Linked DNA regions of Zea mays: region 2 is linked to region 1. The links are chromatin contacts, called in public Hi-C maps. All regions are on one chromosome and are shown on one strand. Each heading gives the region's core, a stretch centred on a gene start, on an enhancer-like site or on the middle of the called end of the contact. The rest is flanking DNA. Distances are from core to core; before and after follow the strand shown. Region 1 holds the start of LOC103651852 (serine/threonine-protein kinase ATM). Region 2 holds the start of LOC100381607 (Os12g0638500-like protein).

Region 1 (6,327 bases), core at 2,550-5,049:
AACTGTCGGTCGTGGGACCTCGTCTAGTCTCCTTGGTGACAAGCCCTGGCCTTCGCGCACCTGCCGCATGATTAGATCAAAAGTATTAAGAAAACCAAATAATCAAATAACAACAAAATATTATTTCCCCCTCTAATTCTCCAGCCTATTCAACTTGTTTTGTGAAAACAATAGCATCTGACAAAACCCTAAAGATAAGTGAAGTGGATGATTATACTAGTTACCAGACTACAGGTGGGTACAGTATCACCATTGGTCTCACTAAAATTGCAAAGAAACTGGTTTATGTCAATCCAGTGTCACATCTGTTTCTTCAAATATAAAGTATCATGGCATCAAGATCATCACCAGGCCAACCATTGAACGAAGATAGCAACGCACGTCAACAACGGTCACGCCCGCAACGGTGGCCTGGAGGCGGGGCACGGCTGGGTTGGGGAGGCGACGAGTGGGAGGGAGGGGTGGCATGTTTGAAGTAGCATCTAAACTGGGGTATGGAATCATGCTAATAAACAGTGACGAGTAACCAGAAATCCTATGACAATCTACACTTCAAAAAATATAACAGTTTTTGAACTATAGATTTTAACTAACAATTCAATCCTGGCAGGAAGGGTCATAAACTGAGAGAATTAAGCCCAAACAAGTATTAGAAAGTGGCATTGAATAGAAAGTGAAAATATGGAATAACAAGAGATTAACATCACCATATCAACTGCCACATCAAATATCACCTTATGCCTCGTTCTCGAAGGCAGCGACAGAGGTGAGGTGAGGCGGTCGAGGGACGAGCAAGTAGGGCAAGTTGAAGGTGACGACTTGTGGGAGACCGGGGGGGTTTGTGGGCGGGTGGGCGCCGGGAGAGGGAGCACGCGCATAGGACGGAGGAGGGCTTCGCGGAACATTGAACGATTAAGATTGATGGAAAGCAGAACCGTCAGAGGCAGGCTAACCTTGCAGTCTTAACAAATACCGTCTTAATAAATCTCTACAACTATTAAGAGGGGAGTGTATACCGCCCCCGCCGCTACCCAACTCCTCCTGCTACTGTGCGCCCAGCCCCCGCGAAAATCGGCGCAACCGAACGCCCACCGCTGCCGCGAAACCTCGCCGCCTACCAGCCGCCCACCCGCGCCCAACCGAGCACCGGAAACCCCCCCGCCGCAAACCTCGTCGCCTACCAACCGCCCGCACGCCCGTCCGCAAATCCTTCCACGAGTCGCGCCGCAAGCATCGCAATGACACCGAGCATACCCCGCCGCATCTCCAGCGCGACCCGTTACCTGTTCACCGCGCGCCAGCGAAACCTCCGCACGCCCGCGGCCCGCCTGTTCCCCGCGCATCCCGCCGCACGACCTCCGCTACCGCAACGGCCATCCCCGCACGCCCGCCTGTTCACCGCGCATCCCGCCGACCTCCCCTCCGCGCTCGCAAACGCTCTGTTCCCCTCGCCCGCACAAACCGCCACATCCGCATGATCCGTGCACCTCGACTGCTCGCCGCGCACGCGCCATCACCAATCCGCCACCGCCTATCCGTAGCCCCGATCTCTACTATCTACCGCCGCCTTCCTTGGTCGCCTCGCACGGCCTTCCTCGCCGCCCAAGCCCCAACCTCGACGACACGCACGCCCGTCCGCCCACCCCCACCCCGCCGCGGTCCCCAGCGCTATAAGAGCGGTAACCAACTCCATCTCCCTGGTGCCGCGCATTGCTGAGTTCTTGAGGTGCGCTTCGTTGAGGACTTGTTCATTTTTGTTGGTCATGTATTCCATTTTACTGCTCTGCCATTTTGTGGAATAAAGGGAGGAATGTTTTCACTAGAAGAGTTCATCAATCTTATGTTGGTTTCTTGGATCAGTTTTGCTCTATGGCTAAATGGTCGAATTGAGCATGTTCAATTATAAAGTTAGCGAGCGAATAATTGTTCAGCCTCTTCCTAGAACTCATTACCAGTAGAACCAGTTACTAACTGCTTTTCTTTTTCTTGGATTAGAATGGCTGGGGCTATCTCTCACCACGCGCTAGCATTTTCGCAATCCCACTGGTGCAGTGCGAAGAACTCTAGATTCGGAAAGAGGACGGGCAATGCTCGCCTGGTTTATCTAAAAGGAAGATGTGGTTCAGGCAGCAAAAAACTGGGTTTGATGTGGGCCTCGAGCTCGCAGTCTTCTGTCATGGAGCCGAGGCACCTACCATCCGATGGCAACAGCGGCCACACCCCAAAGAAATCAAGTAATTTTAACGACCTCCTATGGTGGTTATTTGTTTTTAATTTGAGAAAACTGTCCATTTGACACATTTAACTTTGGGCTTCTTAGAATTTGGGGGCATATAATAAGATCTGCTAATCTGTTATCTCTGTGTCGTTGTAGGTGAAAGCGCTCTTATATTGATTCGGCATGGTGAATCCCTGTGGAACGAGAAAAATCTGTTTACTGGCTGCGCCGATGTACCCCTGACACCGAAGGGTGTTGAGGAGGCCATTGAGGCAGGTAAAAGGATATGCAATATCCCAATCGATGTGATATATATTTCATCACTGATTCGTGCTCAGATGACTGCAATGCTTGCCATGATGCAGCATCTGCGCAAGAAGGTTTGTGTCTTTCCTTTGAAATTCCAGTAATTTCTTCTAGCATGTGTATTAACTTGCCGGAGAAATCATGCTTTGCTGGTGATATATGTATTTATAGATCCCAGTTATCACGCATAATTAGAGTGAACAAGCTCACAGGTGGAGTCAGATATACAGTGAGGAGACAATGAAACACTCCATTCCTGTCATCACAACTTGGCAATTGAATGAACGAATGTAATACTTTCTCCATACTTTTGATTTGCTAATTACTCCCTCTGTCTCAAAATAGTATTAATTTTAGCTCTTGATTTTTATGTCTATATTCAAATAGATGATGATAAATCTAGATTCTAGACACATATATAAAACATATACATCAAGTATTATATGAATCTATTAATTTACTAAGACCAATTTTAATTTGGGACAAAGGGAGTATACGATTATAATAGTTGTTTGACTGTGCTTCTCTTTAAATATTCCTTGACATTTCTAGGTATGGTGAGCTACAAGGCCTTAATAAGCAAGAAACTGCAGATCGATTTGGCAAAGAACAAGTTCATGAGTGGCGCAACAGTTATGATATTCCTCCGCCAAATGGAGAAAGTCTAGAGAAGTGTGCTGAGAGAGCTGTTGCTTATTTCAAAGATCAGGTACATGTGGCAAGGCCACTTTACACTAATTGGAAGATACACTTTTTACTTGGGTTATTGGTCTTGCTACAGTATTAGTATGCATGCTAAAGGTTATTCTTGAATCGATGAATTCCTCTACTATGGGATGCAGAAATGCATGTGCTTAGTTTTCTTTCTATTGTGCTAGCTCATATCAAATTTATAACCTGAATTTTTTATTTATGTTCGACTCTAAAAAAGCAGTTTTTCTAGCTCGATTTGACATATAGTAATTTTTCCGTAATAGATTGTTCCACAACTTGTGGCTGGAAAACATGTGATGGTTGCTGCACATGGGAATTCACTTCGTTCAATTATAATGCATCTGGACAAATTAACTTCTCAGGAGGTAATTCACCGTCGGTTTTGTCTTTTCATAAAAAAAGACTTGGCTAAACAGAGGGATTATGAAACATTTTTTTATAATAATATAAGACATATTTTATATATAAGTTATCATGTTATTATATGTTTCCGTTACAACGCACGGACACTCATATACTATGTTATTATATTTGGTAGTTTCGTCATGCCTTTTCTCGGTAGTTTCTCCACACGTTCCCAAAAGCCCCCACAAACCCCTCGGGCCTCGTCCCCTCCGCCTCTCGCCGCGCGGCTTCCCTGATGCGCTCGCCCCCCGCCGCGGCCTCCCAGCCGAAACCCTAGCTCCGATTCCCATACCGATGGCGGCCGTGGCCACTGCGCGCGACGTGGAGGAGGTCGTCCAGAAGCTTCAGTCTGATCGGGCCAGAGTCCGCGACGTGAGAACCCCTTTTATCACTCAGAGACAAGCAAGCATTGCTGCCTGCTTCCTTCCCGACCAATTCCTTCTTGCACCGCAGGAGGGGGTGAAGCTGCTGGGGACATGGCTGCAGGGTGACCGCGCTGCGTCCTTCTGCCGCCTCCTCGGCCGCAACACCGTCAGGTTCAAGCCCGGCCACGGGAACCTTACCGGAGGTCAGTTCGTGCATTTCCCATACCCCTCCCACATGCATCTCCCTTACTCCTCTCGCATGCATTTCCCTTGCCCCTCACATCTCCCATCATTGGCTGATGGTTTCATTTACAAGTCACATCTCACATCATTGGCTGATGGTTTCACGTTTTTTGTTATTGATGGCGCTGATGCTATTTGTTTGCAGCCACCACGTGGCCACTCCTCGTCCTGGCGCTCCTCAACTGCGTCAAGGAGGACATCTCGGGTAAGAAGCGTGGCGCCACCAAGAGCGCTGCCGCCCGGATGTTCCGCGTTGCTGTCCAGTGTGCCGAAGATGTCAAGTTATCAGGTTGGCTCTGATTCGGATGACTTTTCGTATTGACCAGTAATCAGTTTGCTGTTGTCTTGTGTGCTATGCTGTGCTGTACTGTGATTGATTGAACTTCAACCAGCCCAACTTTTGATGATAATCTGAGACGTGTGTATCTGAGTACTGCTAGTTGTTAATACATTCTGATATTTATTTTGTTCACATCTGCTTGCTCATGTGAAGTTTCAAATAGCATGTAGCTTTAAATTGTTTTATCATCTAACAGCGTAGTTGATTTTTGCGCAAATTACAAGTGATTTTGACAGTATTGGATCCTGTATAGTATTTGACGGAGTTGCCTTGAGATGTTCCAATGTATATTTTTGCTAACACTGATCCTTGCCTGGTCTTATAATGATGGCAATTTCATAGTCTTCGGCATTTGTTGGGTTTGTGTGATTCAGCACTCTGGTATATATTCTCACTTTCTAGCAACATGTTTCTTTTTTACCCAGATTCCTGATGTGTGCACAATCAATTTTTCAGTTGCTTTGAAGTGGAATATACTCTGCATGACATTACAGAAGTGGTACCTGTCTTTGCAGGGCATTCACTACATTTGCTCTCAGTTGCTAAGCAACTTTTTGTTCATATTTGGGAGGTCATAAAAGATGGCCCTAGCCTTCAGTTAGAGTACAGCATAATCCTTAGACAGCTTCTAAATGTGAAGGAGTACCGCTATCAGATGAAACCTCGAACATATAGCAGTGAGTTTTGTCATCAGAGGTGATGTATTATCATATTGTAGCACCCATTTATTTTAATTTCCATGCATTCTCCTCAGATTTTGTATCACTCTACATGAAGAAGGTTGCTAGTGCTTTTGATGCAAAATTCAGCAATCAGGCGAGCTCCAAGGATGAATCCTTCCGCTGTACATTGACACTTCATGTTCTACTTGAAAACCCACCAAGTGATTACCCTGATATTATGCGGGAGGAGGTTCTTAATGGATTTAGTGCAATCTTCTTACATATTAGGCAAGTACTCTGGCCCATGTTCTTGTGTCGCTTTCAGATCCCTTGACTTTATTATCTCCTTTTAACTTCACTGAGTTGTGAATTCCCATCTCTGGTCGAAAGTAGGTTTTTGTTTTAGAATGGCTGCAGTGTAATTTTTATAACTTTGACCATCATTGTATTTAAAATCACTTAGATTTGCCAATGAGAATTAGATTGACAACTTTATCATAAAAAGCTATTTAAATTATAATATTTTATTTAAGTTCCTGGTGATATATATATATATATATATATATAGAAAAGGTTATAGTCAAAGATGTGCATTGTAGACTGGTCATCTAATGGCAAATAATATGATATGAAATTGATAAATCGATTCTGTAAAATCAGGGAGGAGGGAAAGCTGACTCGCAAACTTATGGAATGCATTAACACCTTTTTACTGAAGGATGGGCCAAATCTGGGATACAAATCTGTGAAGATCCATAATGCAGTTCAAGAGTTTATATTCCGTTGTTGGATGACAACTCATGATCAGGCCTTGAAGGTTCTGGTGATCTGACTTGCAGTTTTGTAACTTTATATCTTTGTTTTGATTACAAAAACTCAATTGCATTTTTCGGTACATATTTGAAATACGTTTTTGCTTCCAGAGTTTGTTCATAACCTACGTGAAAGTTCAGCTGAAGATTGCCAGGAATATTCCAGAGATTTTGGAAAAACTTATTGATGTCATCATTAAGGAACTAGACAAAAATGTTAACACTGGACCTGGACTTCTATGGTAATGCAACTGTTGTTATT
Region 2 (6,313 bases), core at 724-3,223, 280 kb before region 1:
CCTTTAAAACACTTCTGTCAGACATATCAGCAACACTCTGTACATTCTCATTTATGCGATTATCAGTTTCCAACTCTGTTGGTTCCTTAGAAACAATTCTGTCAGGCACATCTGAAACATCACTTTGCACATTCTTATCCTTGTGTACACTAGTTTCTGGCTCTGTTGCTTCCTTAGAAACACTTCCAATAGGAACATCCACAACAACACTTTGCGCACTCACATCTATGGGATTATTAGATTGCAATTCCATTGCTTCTGTCTGAACACTTCTGATAGACACATCTACAGTAACATTCTGCACATTCGTTTCTGACCTTGTTGCTTCCAAGTTAGCCGCATCATTTTCTTCTGCGGATTGTTCAGGAAACATATTGCCCACAGCCAGAACATTTGCTTGGGCCTCTTCATGTCCTGATTCCACTACTTCAGGATCTGCAGCTGAAATAGGAACTTCCAAAGGTGATGGTTTGCCCTTCTCGTTCTGAACATCTACTTCTATGCCCCTTGGACCACTTCCCGCCTTCATTAGGGTTCTCATATCTTCTTCTTTCACTTGCCTGATAGGAATAGCAGGAGTGATTGGTATACTAGTGCTAATTGTAGCAGCAGAAGAGGTATTCTCTCGCTTCTTCCTCTTGATGGAAGAGCCACCACTCCCAGTTTCATCCTTTTTCCTGCCCCTCTTTGACACACAACTGGCTTGTTTCAGAACAGCATGTGAATCAGAGATTAGACCCACAGCAATGTCCATGTCAACATTTCTAGAGCCATGCATGAGTGGACATTCATGTGCCTTACAAGACTTATAGTCAGCACCGTGAACAAATGTTGTGCTTCTAAACAAACGGAGAAATTCCTCAGCATCCTTTGGAAAATCGTCCCTATGCTTGGGAACCTTCCCTAAGCCTCGCACCAGCAGCAAGACATCTTCCACAACAATGCTGCCTGGCAATGGTGACACGTTGCTGCCATCAGCAGCAGCTTTGGGAACCAATGCCTTTGGCAGATCAGCCTGTTTGATAATCTTGTCAACCACACCCAAGTTAGTGTATGGTGGCGACAGGTACTTACTCCTCTTCCGCACTCGCTTTCCTGAGGTTACATGTTCAGGGCTGCCAATCTTGCCCTCATTCTTGCTTGTATCCAGTTTGTCCATCACTTTGGTGACACAGCGCTTCTTCTGCATGGGTGTCTCCTCCAGCCTCTCCAATGCTTTGTGCTGGTCCTCGGCAAGCCAATCATCAGCATCTATGTCTTCGCCAGCAGGCACATCAAGATCGATCTTGTCCACAAGGTCGTCCAGCGGGCGCCGCAGGTAGTGCTGGGCGCCATGTGGACCCCACCCCTCCCCGACCGCGAAGACCCAGCTCTTGAGCCTGGCGCGGTCCAATAGGCCGACAGAGGAGATGTCCAATGCGGCCTCACGGAGCGCCGCCAGGAACTCGGCGGGCGCCAGGTTGGCGACTCCGGTGACGCTGCTATCCTCTCCGGGCGGCGGGGGCGGGACGCAGGCGCAGGTGAGCTGGAGGCGCAGGGCCGCGACGGCACGCGCCTGGGCCTCCGCGACGGCCCCGAAGAATCCGCGCGCGGTGCTGCCGCAAGCCATCATGTCAGCGTCGGCATCGGCGAAGCGCCGGACTTGCGCAGGAGGGGCGGACGGCGCGCCGGAGGCGGCGGGGTCGCTGAAGTAGGAGACTTGGGCGTCGCGGACGGCGGAGGCGGGGCACGCGGAGAGCATGCGCGCGGGCCACCAGCAGTGCTGGCGGGGCTGGGAGGGCTTCGCCCAGACGAGCTCCCCGGCGGCTAGGGTTTGGGGCGCGGAGGCCGTGTCCGCCTCAGGGGTTAGTGTTTTGCCCTCCATCGCTGCGATGAGGAATGGGGGTGGCGATGGGGCGGCGCGAGTGGCGTGAAGTTCGGTGGGCCGGGGTCGGGGAGATAGGGAACGTGATGGAAGAGAGCGGACCGGATTCGATTGGAAAGTAGGAGCGGAGCGAGCCGCAGCTCCTCGAAAAGCCTAACTGCTCCTGGCGGCGGCGGTGGTGTGACCGTGTGAGCGGCGCGTCCGGACTGAACCGCACTGACATCAATACATGATCGAGTGAGAGCATCTTCATTCAAGATATTAGTTAAATAGCTTATCAAGCTAAATTTTAGTTACTTAATTGTAAAATAGTTCTCCAACAGGCTAGCCATTTAACTCAACAAGATATCCGACTCTCTAAATTGACTCCCTCACTAGCTAAATTTGGCTAGCAAATTTCGCTAGCCAAACTAACTTACATGTTGAAGAGTCTGTTGTAATGAGATGTTATATTTAGATTTAATCTTTATAGAGTGACAAATAAAAAGTCAAATAGAGAGTAAAAAATAAAGAGTCTTTTGAAGATGCTCTGATAAGTGGAAAATAGGCAAGAAGCCTTGGGCACGCATTTGAACTTCAGCTCGGCTTATCACCCGCAGACAGACGGTCAGACTGAAAGAACTAATCAGATCCTAGAAGATATGTTGAGAGCCTGTGCGTTGCAAGACAAGTCAGGATGGGACAAAAGGTTACCTTATGCAGAATTCTCCTACAACAATAGTTACCAGGCCAGCTTGAAGATGTCACTGTTTCAAGCGCTCTATGGACGGAGTTGTAGGACTCCGCTGCATTTAGACCAGCCTGGAGAGAGACAGGTGTTTGGCCCCGACATTTTGCTTGAAGCCGAAGAGAATATCAAAATGGTTCGGGAGAATCTGAAGATAGCACAATCAAATCAGCAAAGCTATGCTGACAGAAGAAGAAGATAACTGAGTTTTGAAGTGGGAGATTACGTCTATTTGAAGGTGTCGCCTATCAGAGGAGTCAGAAGGCTCGGAGTCAAGGGCAAGTTAGCACCCCGGTACGTTGGACCATATCAGATTCAAGCAAAGCGTGGAGAAGTGGCCTACCAGCTCAACCTACCAGAAAGTCTGTCGGTAGTGCACAATATGTTCCACGTGTCGCAATTGAAGAAGTGTCTGTGAGTACCAGAAGAACAGTTGCCAGTGGAGGATTTGGAAGTCCAAGAGGATCTGACATACATAGAGAAGCCAACGCAGATTCTGGAGTTTGCAGACAGAGTCACCCGGAGGAACACCATCAGAATGTGCAAAGTCAGATGGGGTCACCACTCTGAGGAAGAAGCAACCTGGGAACGAGAAGATGATCTGAAAGCCAAATACCCTGAACTCTTTGCTGACCAACCTTGAATCTCGGGGCGAGATTCTTTTAAGGGGGATAGGTTTGTAACACCTGGAATCTAGGGGTATAAAAATCTCTTCTATAATATCCACCAAGTTCAGGTTTTAATAAAAACCCTAAGGGAACAATGGTTGTTGCATCATGTTGGAAGGTATTTATTTTTGTTTGATGAATGGTTTACTTGATCTTTCATTTAATCAAGGATTTTCACATGATGTCAAACTGAAATAATAGGAAAAAGAGAAAGAAAAAGTGAAAGAAAAAGAGAAGGAAATCAGGCCCTCCCCTTCCCTGGCCCATTCGGCCGGCCCACCCCGCCCCTTTCTCCCCCCCTCTTCCCCCCCTCCCCGCTCGGCCCAGCGCCACCTCCTCCCTTCTTGGGCCTGCGCGAGGCGGCCCAGCGCGCGTCCGCCGCTCGGCCCAGCTCCGCGCCAGCGCGCCCGCCTCGCCTTTGCCCCGCGCCGGCCCACGCGAACGCGCGTGGACGCCCAGCGCCCGCCGCCGCCACTGCTCAGCCGGGCCCGCGCGTCAGGGAGCGCTCTCCACTGTACATCTTCCCCGAACGGCTCTGCGCAGTTTTTTCCGCCCACGACGCCTCCAAAACTGAACCGCCCGTGATTCTTGCGTAGTTTCTCGCCCACTACCGCCTCTCCTCGCCTCGACCTCGCTCTCCGCCTCGCCATTGCCGCCGTCGGAGCCGCGCCCCGCCCGGAGCGCCGCCGCCGTCGCCGTGCAGGTCGCCGAACTTGCGTGCGCAGCGCCTCGTTGTGCTTCGCCGAGGTGAGCTCGTCCCCCCTTTCTTCTCTCCACCGCTCTCCTCCTCGCCGCTCGCTCGCCATGGCCGGGGCTCGGTTGAGCCGGCCCAGACGCCCTCGTCCCTCCTCCCATGTCCGTATTCTCCCAGAGCAGGGCGTCGGCGCCTAGCGCTGCGGCAGCCGCGTCCTCCCATTCGCCGGCGAAGCTTCGCCCCTGCGCGCCGCGGCCGAGTAGCTGCGCGCTCGACACGCTCAGCCCCGTCCCCATGCCCCTAACCACCGGCGCGCTGCTAGCACAGCCCAAGCCAGTGAGCCGCCGCGCGTCCAGCACCCAGTGCCCGATCGGCCGTGGGCGCCATGGCTAGCTATGGTGGCCAAACCGCCGAGCCCGACCCCGTCGACGCCCCTGCAACCCGCCCCGACCGTTCGTCCACCGTCGCCGCGCCTCAGGCTCGCTGTTAGCCATGTCGTGCACGTCAAATCGCGCGTGTGCAGCGCCTCGCCGTGCTCTCGAAGCCGCGTCGTGCAATTAGTGCACGCACTCGAGTTCGCTTACGCGCAGTGCGTTGACGGGACTCCGTCCACGCTCGTCTACCGCCCGTCTACCCCTCGTATACCCCCCCCTCTCGTGTGCATTCGTGTCGCTCGCCATCGCCCGCGCATCACGCATTAAATCGTCGCGTGCCGTTCGCGCGCGTTGCGCGTGCCGTTCGCACGCATCATCGTGCGCTTCTGTGCACGTTAATAATTCGCCTCACGTAGAATAGCTCACGCTAATTAAATACATATTTAAACAACGGTTATTCGAGTAGCAAACTAATCGGGACTAAGTAGTAATTTTACTTGGCATACGATTAATGTCTGTCAATATGATTAAGCCGAATTAAATATTATAATTCATATCCGCTTAGTGTAAACATGATATCCCTCGACCGTAACGTCGGTCGTCTCAGTTCCTTTCTCGCGTAGTCGTAGATGCGAATTCTATGTCGCGTGCATATTTATTTGATCTATATTGTTGTATGGTGTATTGTTTCCTCCCGTTTCAAGAATGTTGGATGTATGTTTGCACTCGCGTAGATATCAGGCCGTTCGTGGAGTCTGAGGGAATTGCAGGAGAAGACCCTGAGCAGCAACAGCTTGGTGAAGGCAAGTGTCCTCTGACCCATTATGTCCTATTTACTTTATAATTCACTGTCCCGCATACTATGAACAACCTAAGGATTGACTAGCTTTCTATTTACCTGGTCCTTGATTACCTTTTGTGCTACTATGGTTAGATTCATGCTATTGTTTTACTTTAATCAATGAACATGATGTGAACACTTATGATACGATGTTGTCATTATGATTATGATGTTGGACTGGTGATACTTTAGGGGGCTCGACCAGTTTCTCGAGTGCCTCTCCGTAAGGACCTGTTCGTTGAGAGACCACCCGGGATAACAGTGCAACCATGAGGGTGAAATGGGAGGCCCTTAGCTAATTAATTAGAGGAACTAGAGGTGTAGTTGCTTCGCCGTCATGCCGTCAATGGGGTCCAAGCATAGTGCTTGCTCTGCCGAGGCTGGGTGCCGAGGTTCTTTCGTTTTTCTTTTGTTAGTCACCCCCCTTCGGGGAGAGGTACTATGTTTATCAAACTGGAGAAACCTAACGGGCGGCTAGGACCTCTAGGGAATCTTTGTAAAAGCTACGTAGTGATACACTGCCGGACCACCTAGGAAGTGATCAATGGGGAGTCATGATCCCCGGGCAAAACGGGAATCACGGCTCATGGGTAAAGTGTGCGACCTCTGCAGAGGGTAATGAAACTGATATATCAGCCGTGCTCACGGTTAAGAGCAGCCTTGGGATCCTCTTTGATTAGAGATACTCTGGATACACCTCAGATGATGACTTTAGTGATGATGGTTAATGATAGTGACTTATGATGGTGACTTTAATTATGAATTTTAGTATTTCCTCTATGAGGCGGTACTTTTTGGGATTATAACTTGGGTTTTATGATAAAATCTGGCTTCTACTAACAATAAATACCTGACCAACTAAAAGCAACAGCTTGAGCCTAACCCCACATAAAAGCTAGTCCACTTCAGCCAAACGGGGCATTTGCTGAGTACGTTGATGTGTACTCATCCTTGCTTTACCACAAAACGCCAGGTTGTCCACATTGCAACCACTGCTCAGGAGAAGATGAAGCCATGGAAGGAGACTTCCAGGAGTTCCAAGACTACGACGAGTTCTAGGTGTGGGTTGGCGGCAACCCCCAGTCAGCTGCTTGTGAAGGCCCTATCTTTACTGTGTTTCGCTTAGCACTTTGATTTACCCGTGG

The links. A called contact is a pair of places that touch in the nucleus more often than the background predicts.
Region 2: a contact with region 1 is called in a Hi-C map of ear, with 5 times the contacts expected there. The contact joins the promoter of LOC100381607 here to the promoter of LOC103651852 in region 1. A contact is called at or near these places in 3 of 25 Hi-C or Micro-C datasets (ear, leaf and tassel).

The regions. Positions count from the first base shown.
Region 1 is chr3:30,670,128-30,676,454 of Zm-B73-REFERENCE-NAM-5.0, reverse strand. LOC103651852 (serine/threonine-protein kinase ATM) reads left to right here and starts at 3,799. Exons shown (of 77, transcript XM_020550155.1): 1 at 3,799-4,015; 2 at 4,097-4,211; 3 at 4,397-4,540; 4 at 5,107-5,268; 5 at 5,346-5,541; 6 at 5,914-6,070; 7 at 6,177-6,307. The coding sequence starts at 3,938. It also overlaps the pseudogene LOC103651853.
Region 2 is chr3:30,947,672-30,953,984 of Zm-B73-REFERENCE-NAM-5.0, reverse strand. It overlaps LOC100381607 (Os12g0638500-like protein), which reads right to left and starts at 1,973. Exons shown (of 1, transcript NM_001320896.1): 1 at 1-1,973. The coding sequence starts at 1,864.